Regions from separate parts of the Mus musculus genome. Here region 2 is linked to region 1. The links are chromatin contacts, called in public Hi-C maps. All regions are on one chromosome and are shown on one strand. The core of a region is the stretch at or near the end of the contact, and the rest is flanking DNA. Distances in the headings are between cores, read along the strand shown. Region 1 overlaps Cdh22 (cadherin 22). Region 2 holds the start of Cdh22 (cadherin 22).

Region 1 (5,379 bases), core at 1,533-4,032:
GGGAGAGCTTTGCCACAAAGCCAGGAGTAGGTGACTGTCCTTAGACAAGAGAGCAGACAGGCCTGGCAGAGACAAGGATCCAGGGGGATTGGTGTTAGGTGTTACCTGTATGGTGAGGTCATGTTGCTAGACAGTAGGTGAGGGACTCCTGTGTGGAGACTCACAGGGGGGCCCCTCCAGGGGCTCAGAACTGGAGGTGAATCCTCCCCACCCCTACAGGAGCTGCTGTGCTTCTGTCCTCCCCCCCCCCCCGACTGTGATCCTCTCTCGCCTGTGGAAAACAATAGTCACGGCTCACCTGGTTCCAGCACTTGACTTTCCAGAGAATTACTTTTGTGTTCACCATCTACTCGAGCTTTGAAAGAAAAAAAAATCTTGGAGGATTTATTTTCCCCATTTTGCATAGAAAAGCACTGAAGCTCAGAGAGGGGAAGCAGCTTCCCTTAGGTCACACAGCTGTTGGGGAGCAAAGCTGGGGACCCAGCTCAGCCCAAGTGTGACTCCCCCACGGACCTCACCAGCCCCTCTCCTACCTTCTGCAAAGCAATGAGCAAATTTTGGGGCTCCCCATGCATCTCAGGCAGCCCTTCCAACAAGAGACCTGTGTGTGCGTTGGCTTGCTACCGACAGCAGCTTCTAGTCCTTCGCCCTAGTCCTGAGTCTTCCGCAGATGGCTACCAAAGACTGTCGCCGGCAGCTTTAAATGCAGGAAGGAGAGGATTAAGCCTTGGAGGGAGTGCCAGCCTCAGCCCCTTCCCTTGCTGCAGCCTGAGCAGGGAGATTAGAGAAGAAGATTCCTTATCTGCCAGCTACATCACTTGTCAGGAGAAGAAACGGAGAAACGCCCCCTCAGGCTTGGCACCACCATTGTCTATCTGTCGCCCCAGATGGGACCTGGCTTACAGTCTAGGGGATCAATGGGCCAGACTGGATTACAACTCCAAGCACCCAGCCTGCTGCCATGGAACCTGGTAGTAGCACCCCCTCCCTGTTCCAGTCTGTTTGGGGCATATGCAGATCAGAGAGAGGGTTCCCAGCTCAGTCCAGGTCTCCACCCCCACCCCCAGCCCAGACCACCTCACCCCACCCCACCTCGGCAAGGCACTGGGTTTAATACATCCCAGTCTTCCCCAGGCTGATACATCCTCCCCAAGACTTCACACAAGCCATTTCCTCTGCCCATGATTCCCTTCCCAGGGCTCTCTATGCTGAGCTCCTACAGAATCTTCCAGGACAGGTCAAATGTCACTGCATTCGGAAGCCCACAAAGAACAGCTGGATTGAGCTGATGCCTGGGTGAGACTCCATTTAACAGATGGACTGGACACCCCTGACCTTACCCTGTAGGGCTGACATATAATAGGGAGTTGTAAGTCCAGATGTCCCCAAGGGTGCTGTGGAAAAGGACAGTTCCTTGTGAGTAGAATCTGAGTGAGGGAACACTTAACTCAGACCAGGCCCCAGGAGAAAAGAGGTAGGCCATGTTCCCTTAGTCTGTTCTTGCTTCTCCCTGGCTTGTAGGGCATGTGGCCATGGAGCCCCAGGGTAGAAGTGTGGCTCAAACATTAGACTGTATGTTCTTGGGTAAGTCATTTGACTTCTATGCTTCATATCCACGGCTACAGGAGCAGGGACTTCCTCATGGTGCTCTGTGAGAATGAAGTGGTTTATCAGTGTAAGATACTCAGAGCCACGGTGTCAAGCCAGTGGATGGCAGTCAGTGGATGGTGGCCTTTTGGGTGCTCTGCATTGGCAGATCTAAGCCCACTGTCACCTACCTCATCCTGAGCCTCTCCGTCAGGAAAGTGAGAGCAGTGATAGGTTTCCAATTCTGATCCTCTGAGATGCAGTGAAGCAAGGGTGGGGGTGGGGTCAAGGCAATGTATAAGGAGAGCAAAGACGGGGGAAGCCCCCAGAACGGGATGGAGAAAACCTGGGTTGAACAAGGCAGTTTGAAGCCAGAAAGCAGAGGACCTTAAATGACGCAGTGGTGTCTTCGAGGGACAGCCAGGCCTGGTCTATTATTAGGTGACTGCTAAGGGAGTGATCTCCTGGTGGCTGAAGGAATATAAGCAGGCGCTGAGATCTGCAATGACCGCCCTGGCCCAAGACTGCAATAACAGGTTCTAGAAAGAGACTGGTCCCCTGGTGCAACTCCAGACCCACAAACAACTGTGTCTCTAAATTGATGAAACAGACCAACCCCGAGATGACCGAACGTATCTTGGGGACAAGCACCTAGCCACCTGTGCCGGTATCGAACAGGAAGAAGTGACATACTGACTGGTACAATGGATCCGTGTTGGCATCTGTGCAGTAGTGACAGGAAGACTGGGTGTGTGAGACACAAGTTCTCACTGTGGCTAGTGTTGCTGTTATCACGACTTCAAGTTTCTAGAAGCCCCACACTCCTGGCCTTTCCTCTCCCCGCTGAGTAGGCGGTGGCCAGGCTAGCTGAAGCCTGGGGCTGCCAAAGGCTCCAGCCTGCAGCCTCCCCAAGGAGCCTGCCATGGTTACCAGCTGCCGGCAAGGAAGGGCCATAAATCCTGAGCGGGCTGGGGGAGGGGGAGCCACGTGGGGGGCGGGAAGGGGGGCAGCTAAGTGGAATTGAATCTTGTTTAAGGAGGAGACCCACGCCTCCCCGGGCCTGTAATTTACTGCGAGGTTGACAAGATGAAAGCGGAATGTTCAGTGGTATAATCGCCCGGACCTCAGGGAGCTGCGGGAGATGAGCCGCGAGGCCAGCGGTGGCGGCCTGGCTTTGAGAGAGATCTGGGGCGCTGATCCCGCTGTGAGCACAGCAGGCGGCAGACCCGGGGCTCCCTCCTCTGCGGATGGCAGGGCCTGGCTGGTTAAGCCCCAGCTCAGGCGGCATCCTGCTTGCTGTCATCTCTAGAGCTGAGGTCAGGTCCCGAGTCTGTGGTAGATTTGATTCAGTGGAACGCGCCACCCAGGACGCCTGTGTCTCGCAGCTGCAGACAGTTGGCGCGGAGGCCTTAATGGGGAAGAGCCCTAGCCACAGTGAGCATCCGGCCCCAGGCCATTGGTGGGCTGGGCAATCCAGTGTCTGGTGGGTTCAAAAGCCAAGCCTGGCTTGGCATAAGATCCTCCCAGGGGCCTCCATGGAGCCTGCTGCTATCAACTAGCACACAGAACTCAACCTCAGGGCCCCTGTCCAGGCAGCGGGCCCGTCACCTTCCATCCCTGGTGCATGTGTGCGCATGCTCCGTGTTTGGAGAAGGGGGCGGATTAGGTCTGAGAACCGTTTACAGGCGAGGGGACTCTTTCCAAAGAGAAAGAGATATGATGGTAGCCACGGAAGTTTGTGAGTTTGTGACTGTCAGCTGTCTCATCCAGCTTCGCCACACTGCAGAAGGGGGAGAGTGAGGCCCAGAGGGTTAGGGGTAGAGTCCAAGCTGGGTCAGAGTAAAGGTCTGGGGAGCTCTGTTTCAGGAGCTGTCCCCACACTAGGCTAGTGGGCACAGCCCATCATCCCGTGCCCTAGTAGCTGGAGACTGAAGCCTGTCAAACACTGTGCCAGTTCCCAAGGCCATAACAGTAAATTAAGCGAGGTGACTCTTGCCTGCGAAACCAGTACTCGGGAGGCAGAGGCAACAGGATCAGAGGTTCAAAGTCATTTTTTTTTCTGTATTGTGAGTTTGAGACCAGTCTGGACTACTGAGATCCCATCTCAAAAAACTAAACAAAGTAGGGCCCATGAGATGACTCAGTAAAGCGCTTTCCACACAACTCTGAGGACCTGAGTTTGTGTCCCCAGCACCCAGGAAACGCTGGGCACAGGGGTGTGTGTCTGTCATCCCAGAACTGAGAAAGCAGAGACAGGAAGATCTCTGGGGCTTAACGGCCAGGCAGTCCAGTCTATCTGCAGTCTCCAGTTCTACTGAGAGACCCTGTCTCAAAGGAATTAAGTAGAGGGGCTGGAGCAATGGCTCAGCCGTTAGGAGCACTGGCTGCTCTTGCAGAGAACCCGGGCTGAGTTCCCAGGACCCACAGGGTAGCATAGCCTTCTGTGAGTCCAGTTCTATGAGAGCCAATGCTCTCTCCTGTCCTCCACAGGTATCTATTGGGTGGTGCACAGACATGCCATACATGCAAGCAAAATAGCCATACACATAACAGGAAAGATAGAAGAATAAAGAAGCAAAGGCACTAGAGGGTGACCCTGGACACCAACCTATGACCTGCGCATGTACTGTGCACATAAACACAGACACACAGACATGCACATCATGCATTCCATGTGTATACCCACACATGTCTGCATGTAAGCATGGAGAGAAAGAGAGAGAGAGAGAGAGAGAGAGAGAGAGAGAGAGAGAGAGAGAGAGAGAGAGAGAGAGAGAGAGAACAGTAAGCTCTTGCCCTGGTGATGGGAGTGAGCTGGACCATGTACCCTTCAAAGTCAGACATGCAGTGGGTACTTGATGCCCGATTCCCTGCCTAGGGCTGCTAGCCCTGTGCCAAGAGCTGCCACAGAACCTTTCCAGAGCAGCCAGGCTGTGTGGCCAGACTTCCTCCTCCAGGTCCTGGCTTCCCTGCTTCCTGGCTAGCTGTCACCCAAGTCAAGTGACTCTAGCTCTCTGTGCCCCAGTTTCTAGAGGTGACCATCTACTCCCTAGTGACTTGGGCAGCACCGGGAGCCCAGGGAAGTGCTCGGTCCAGCAAGCAGAGAATACAGGTTCTTACTTTCAGTTATCCAATGTTCATGGCTCTCTAGCCTATGGAAAGTTCTGGAAATATTCTGTGTCTTCTCATGTTGTGAGCGTATGGTCATTGTTCCAGGGCTGGGTGGAGGGCTGGATTCTGAATAAGCCCCCATTTGTGGCTGCCGTTGCCTGTGATGAGCACTAAGTACCAATTACAGCCTTCTATTGTAAAGAAGCCCAGGAAATGTAGGGACTAGCCTAAAGTCACCCAGCATGGTGGTATCAGAGCCTGGCTTCGGCCCTGTCTGCTTCGCCTTCCTTCCCAGGGAGTTTTCTCCTACACCACAAAGGCACAGACACCTTAATGTCATCTGCTTGGGTTGCAGTAAAAATTAACTGCCCCGAATACGAGTCTCATCATGCGGCTTCTGAGACCAGGGAGGCCTGCCAGGATGTGTGACATGAGCCCCTGGGGTATCCAGCTGCTCCCTCTGTGCCTCCTAGAAGCTCTCCTCCACCTGCAGCTCTTCTCTGATGTGGCTTGGTGACACACACACAAACACACAAGGTCCATGGTGGGTGATGGCTGAGACCTTGAATGGCAGAGCTGAGACAAGGGCTAGGCTCTGTCCCCACACACAGCTCCCTTCTGAGTTTGGCTGCAGGGTCCCTCCGGTCCCTCGGTTCTCTTCCAGTCTGGGAGGTAAGGTTA
Region 2 (4,863 bases), core at 1,426-3,925, 39 kb before region 1:
CCTAATACTGAAGCCCTGATGGTCAACTAGAGCTGACTTTGCCCTTCAGGGGACATTTGGCAGCTTTTATAGTTGTCACAACTAGAAGAAGGGGGTGGTGCCACAGGATTTAGTGAGCAGATATTAGAGACGCTGCTAGGCAGACTGCCATGCACAGGACGGCACGGTGACAAAGGATTATGGGTCCAAATGTCATGCGGTGGAGGTGAAGGGAACCTGTGTTCAAGAGAGGGCAAAGCCAGGGGTGCAGATGACTACTCCAAAGGCCATAATGTACCAAACCCCGCTGGCTCTTCTGATGGAATCTCACAAGTTCCTCCCAGAATAATCCCCAGCCACACCCCTCCCCCAAGTCCTCCATGACTTCATCCAGACCCTGGAAGAGCAAGAGCGATACTCTCCTTGTATGCTCACCTCATACATACTATAGCATAAAGAAACCTGGGATGTCCTAGGCCTGTTGCTTGCCTGGAAGCAACAGTCCCTGTCCCTTCAGCTCAGAGGCCTGAGGAGGATCAAAATCCCCACTATCGCCACTATTCCATGTGCACTGTGACTTTCTGCAAGTTTCACGTTTCTCAGTGCCCCAGCCTCCCTGTCTATAAATTTGTAGGTTGTCTGCTGTGTCAATCAAATGAAATAATCTACATAAAAATTAATAGGTAGTACAGGGCTTACTAGCTGCTGTTGTTACATTGGTGTCATCTGATCTGAGTCAATGCTGGGAAAGAGACCTCTATGACACCCCAAGATTTTCATGGGATCTCTTCCTGTTCTTGCCACCTACTGCTACAGTCAGAAGAGCCCTGGCTTACCCTCTTCCAGAGCAGAGAACCCAGGCAGGATGTACTAACTAATCCACTCTCACCACTTTGCCTGTGTATTCCTGATATTCCAAAATGTTTCCTCGTCTGTAAAATAGGACCGATCTGCATACAAGCAAAATCACAGCAGTTCTGACGATGGTGAATCTCAAGTGCTCCCAGAACCCAGGACGTGAGGCCGCCGAGAGGAGGTTTTTGGATAAGGGTAGGAGGCAACCTAAAGGGGAAGGTGAGATGTTGGGAGAGTAAAAGGTAAGGCTCTAATGGAGTTCTGGGGAGAAGAGACTTTGTGGCTTACCCCACTGTGTGCAGGCAAATGTGGAGGCTATCACAGCCCAGGCCCAAACAACCTATGGCCCTGTAATTAGGTCAGAGTCCTGAGGGGTCAGCACACAGCCAGGCCTGGGGCAGGGACAGAAAAGAAGGATCCACAGCTGCAAAAAGTGAGTCGGGGAGAGAGGGAGAAAGCAGAAAGTGTGGAGATGCATCTGGAAGGCCAGCCTCTGGTCTCTGAAAGCATGAAAGAGTAGAGGCTAAGAATAGAGAGGTTGGGGAGGAAAAAGACCAGGAGACTGCACAAAAGCAACGCTTGGGAGATCAATGAAGGGAATGAACCGAGAGAAGAAGGACTTAAGGGAGGGAACCGGCTGTCGAGGTGGAGAATAAATCTCAAAATAAATAAGAGTGATGGAGTTCAGCTGGAAGGACTAGAAATGCAACCACCCAGAGGAGACACCAGTCACTAGGGAGGAGTGGGAGAGTGGAAATTAGAGCTCCCGGTGGTGAGCAGGCCAGGGCGAGCTGGAGTATGGGTCCCTAGGGACCATCAGGAATCAGGGTCTCGGAGGGAGGGCGTTGTCACCTCTTTAACTCAGCGTCTGTTTTGCAGGCCAGGATGCTTGGTTAGGGGCAGATGGCAAAGACATACAGCTGCACGGTCACTTCAGTCACCTGGCTGGCACCCATGCAGCTAAGAAAAAGGAAACAGTCTAGGCAGAAAAGACATCGGGCATTGGGCTAGCTGAATTTGAGCAAGAACGGAAAATCTGGCTTTGCAAGCGTTTCTGGACAGTGGGGGGTGGGGGTGGATTTTATTAGCCTCATGCTAGAGGGCACGAAGTTTAGGCTGGACTGTCTTGTTTGCCTACTCTTTTATTCTGGCTGGAGGCACAGGACTTCCAGAGCTCGCTCCTAAAGAGGAATGACCAGCGTGGCTCTCTTCCCAGGACAACTGACCTTCCACCTGCCAGCAGACTCCCAGCCCCGGGGCAGGGGCTCTGTCCACCTCAATGTTCAGTGATTGTCTCTGAAGCCTCGGTCTGTGCAAAGGGCCTTTCTGGGCAGCCAGCCAGGGGTGGCCACTTGAGAAGCCCGCCTCTACCTTCGCTTGCACCCCCTTCTTTTGAAGCCGGGCTTTCATAGTGTGTGGGGGAAGGGGGGCTAGATGCAGCGAAGTCTGGCCAGGGGAGTGGTGGGGACAGGGTCTAGTCTGCCACGGGTGCCTCGGGGCAGCTGAACCGCCAGGCAAGGAGGGAGCCCGCTCCCCTCCTGGGGGCGCTCCCTTCGCGCGGATCTGGGCTGGGAGGAGGAGAAGGAGCACTCCCCCGGGGGCTTTCCCGCTGCCGGCGACGGGGGAGACGGAGCCTCCGGGCCCCGCAGGCGAGGGAGGGGTGCGGTCGGGGCGGGGGCCGGGCTCCCCGGCTGGCTGCGGGGTCCGGCCCGGCGGCCGCCTGCGGCTCGGCGCTGCTCGGCGCTCCTGCCCGGCGGGCGCTGCATTCTCCGAGTCTCCACCAGAGGCTGCGGGAGGAAGGAAGGGATCCGTCCCTTGCACACTTCCCCCCTAGTCAGACACGCACACTCCCTCGCTCTCTCGCTCCTCCACACACGCGCGCACTCGCCGCCGCGGCTCCCCCTCTCGCTCCCGCTCTCCCTCGGCTCCTCCGAGCGGACGCCAGAGCCGGACCTGGCTGTGATCCTGCCGCTTGCTGGCGTCCCAAGGCGCGGACCAGGGTGCAGTCCGGCCGCTCCCCAAGGTAAGAGCGCGCGGCACCCGCGGGAGGACAACCGATCGCCGCTGGGGAAGGCTGCGGGCCGGGAGGGTGCACGGGCCGGGGAGAGGCGGGCGCGGCGCGGCGCGGGCTCCGGGGCAACAGCTGAAGCGCGCCCATCCCGCGCCCCCTCCCCGGCGGGGAGACAGGGACTTTCCCACGTCCAAACTTTCCCCGGCGCGGAGCCCAGCCCGGCCACCTCCCGGCCCGGGAGTCGCGGTCCCTGTGTCCTGAGCTCCAGGATGCCCCCGAGGCCGGGGAGGAAGGGGGTGTCTGCGCCAGGGGTGTAGGGCCGGAGTGCGGGGAGGGGTGGGGAGATGGAGAATCCAGCCTCTGTACGGGCCGGGACCCCGGCATTCCCGCCGCCCACCCCGCGCCGCCCCGGCTCGGCTCGCAGCCCCTCCCGGAGGCCCGGCGATCGGCGCGGCGGGAGCGTGTGCGCCGCGCGGGTGCGTGTGCGGGTCGAGCCGCGGCGACACGCGCGGCTGCGGCCACCCCTGGGTGGGGTGAGCTGGACAGGCTATGAGGACCCTTGTGGCCCTGCCGACGTGACCCCCTGCTCCCTTCGGCCGTCGGATGGCCGGTGGAGATTGAGAGGTAGCTCTACCCTCTTCATCCGCACACGACTCCGGGGACTCTGTCCCCACCACGGAGAAGGACCGGGCTTCACAGGCTCACGTCCAAAGCACGCGCCACTCGGGACTGACCCTCCGGAGGCCGGGGTGCGGAACCGGGAGGCGTGGACCTTGCGACTGTGAGGGCGTACAGGCTGCGGGACCCTCGATAGACACTATCCCTAACCACGTCTCCCTTGGCTCGGGACCTGACTTCGCCACTTCCGCTGTGGCCTGGTCGGGTCCCTGCCCCAGCTTGGGTGCTGCTGGAGACGACCCTGTAGGGTGCAGCGGGCGGAGCGCAGAGAGAGGCTGGAGTCCCCCGAGGTCTCCCCAAGCCGCAGAGGCACCCCCTGCTGGCGGGCACAGCAGCGACGGCTGAAGCCTGCGGGGCCCGGCCGGTTGAAGGCTTGTCCGGCTCGCGCTGCTAGGAGCCCCCTGCTTTCTCTCCTACCCTTCCTAGTCGGCGGCGGCGTTGGTCGGAGGGTGTGCGTTCCATCTGATGAGCTCCCTGGGTCCCAGAACCAGCAGGAGTGCTCAACTTGGCCAGAGTCTTGATTGTTAGTATTGGCTACTGCCTCTGCTTCTTCTCCTTCTGTCCTGGAAGCCTATCCATTATGTCCTCTGTCCCTCAGAGTATCTCCCACGCTAGCCCACCAGTGCCCACCCTGACTCTTTTTGGGATGTGGGGGCTTGGCCCGTCTCATCCTCAGTGTTGCCACCTTCTTTCACCCTTCTTGCCTCAGTGTCTGTCAGGTCAGAAGGCATCTTCTTCCCCAAGCCAGCCTCTACTCTGCGGCAGCAGGATTCCCGGCTTTTTCCAGTGTTCCCTTAAACACTGCTTGGGATGAAGTGGGGGTGTCTCTGTGATCTTCCTTCACTACAAGAGTACCTGTGCTCCCCAGCAGGTGCTTTACCAAGCTAGGTCTCTCAGCCTAGGACATCTGCCTCTGGGGCACCCTGTCTGATTCTATCTACCTGGGCTGTCCTCCTTCCCATCCTGAAGTATTTATTGGAGGGTGGGTTCTGGGGTCACAGGGCAAACACTATCAAAAGGCAGAATGGGAACCCAGACACCCTGATATCCGGGCCTCACCAATTGTATGCTGGGTGAGTGTGAGGGAAAATGGATCCATTTCTTGTCCTCAGACTGCAGGCAAAGCAGGAAGGCGTTTGCTTCCATGCAGCATGAGGTATTTAAGGTAGATCCCCAGAGCTCTCAGGGGGAGAAAGCTGTTAAGTGAAAAACTGTGGTGACCCTGGGTACATGTGTATAGTGTGTGTGTGTGTGTGTGTGTGTGTGTGTGTGTGTGTGTGTGTGGCTTGGTTGCTTTTGCACAGAGGCTGGGCCTCAGCCTCTTTCCCCCTCTGGGGTTC

Evidence for each region. A called contact is a pair of places that touch in the nucleus more often than the background predicts.
Region 2: a contact with region 1 is called in a Hi-C map of the N1E-115 cell line, with 5 times the contacts expected there. The contact joins the promoter of Cdh22 here to the enhancer-like site in region 1. A contact is called at or near these places in 1 of 39 promoter capture datasets (hippocampal neurons), 2 of 15 datasets of contacts at CTCF or cohesin (CD8 T cells and the NIH/3T3 cell line), 10 of 484 Hi-C or Micro-C datasets (the N1E-115 cell line, brain, cerebral cortex and 6 more), 5 of 115 datasets of contacts at active chromatin or transcription factors (embryonic stem cells, neural progenitor cells and neural tube) and 2 of 9 other capture datasets (adipose tissue and pancreatic islet).

What each region holds. Positions count from the first base shown.
Region 1 is chr2:165,193,219-165,198,597 of GRCm38.p6, reverse strand. The region is part of intron 1 of Cdh22 (cadherin 22); the gene reads left to right. Among named protein-coding and RNA genes, the nearest start is that of Gm36803, 14 kb to the left of the region's middle. Within about 2 kb of position 2,782, at least 49 of the 459 cell types and tissues checked have an H3K27ac peak or open chromatin away from gene starts, as enhancers often do. A contact at or near this core is called in the N1E-115 cell line, neural progenitor cells, neural tube and 1 more, where this site is marked.
Region 2 is chr2:165,232,549-165,237,411 of GRCm38.p6, reverse strand. It overlaps Cdh22 (cadherin 22), which reads left to right and starts at 2,675. Exons shown (of 12, transcript NM_174988.3): 1 at 2,675-2,857. Gm36748 (a long non-coding RNA gene) reads right to left here. Exons shown (of 3, transcript XR_375215.3): 3 at 4,498-4,863.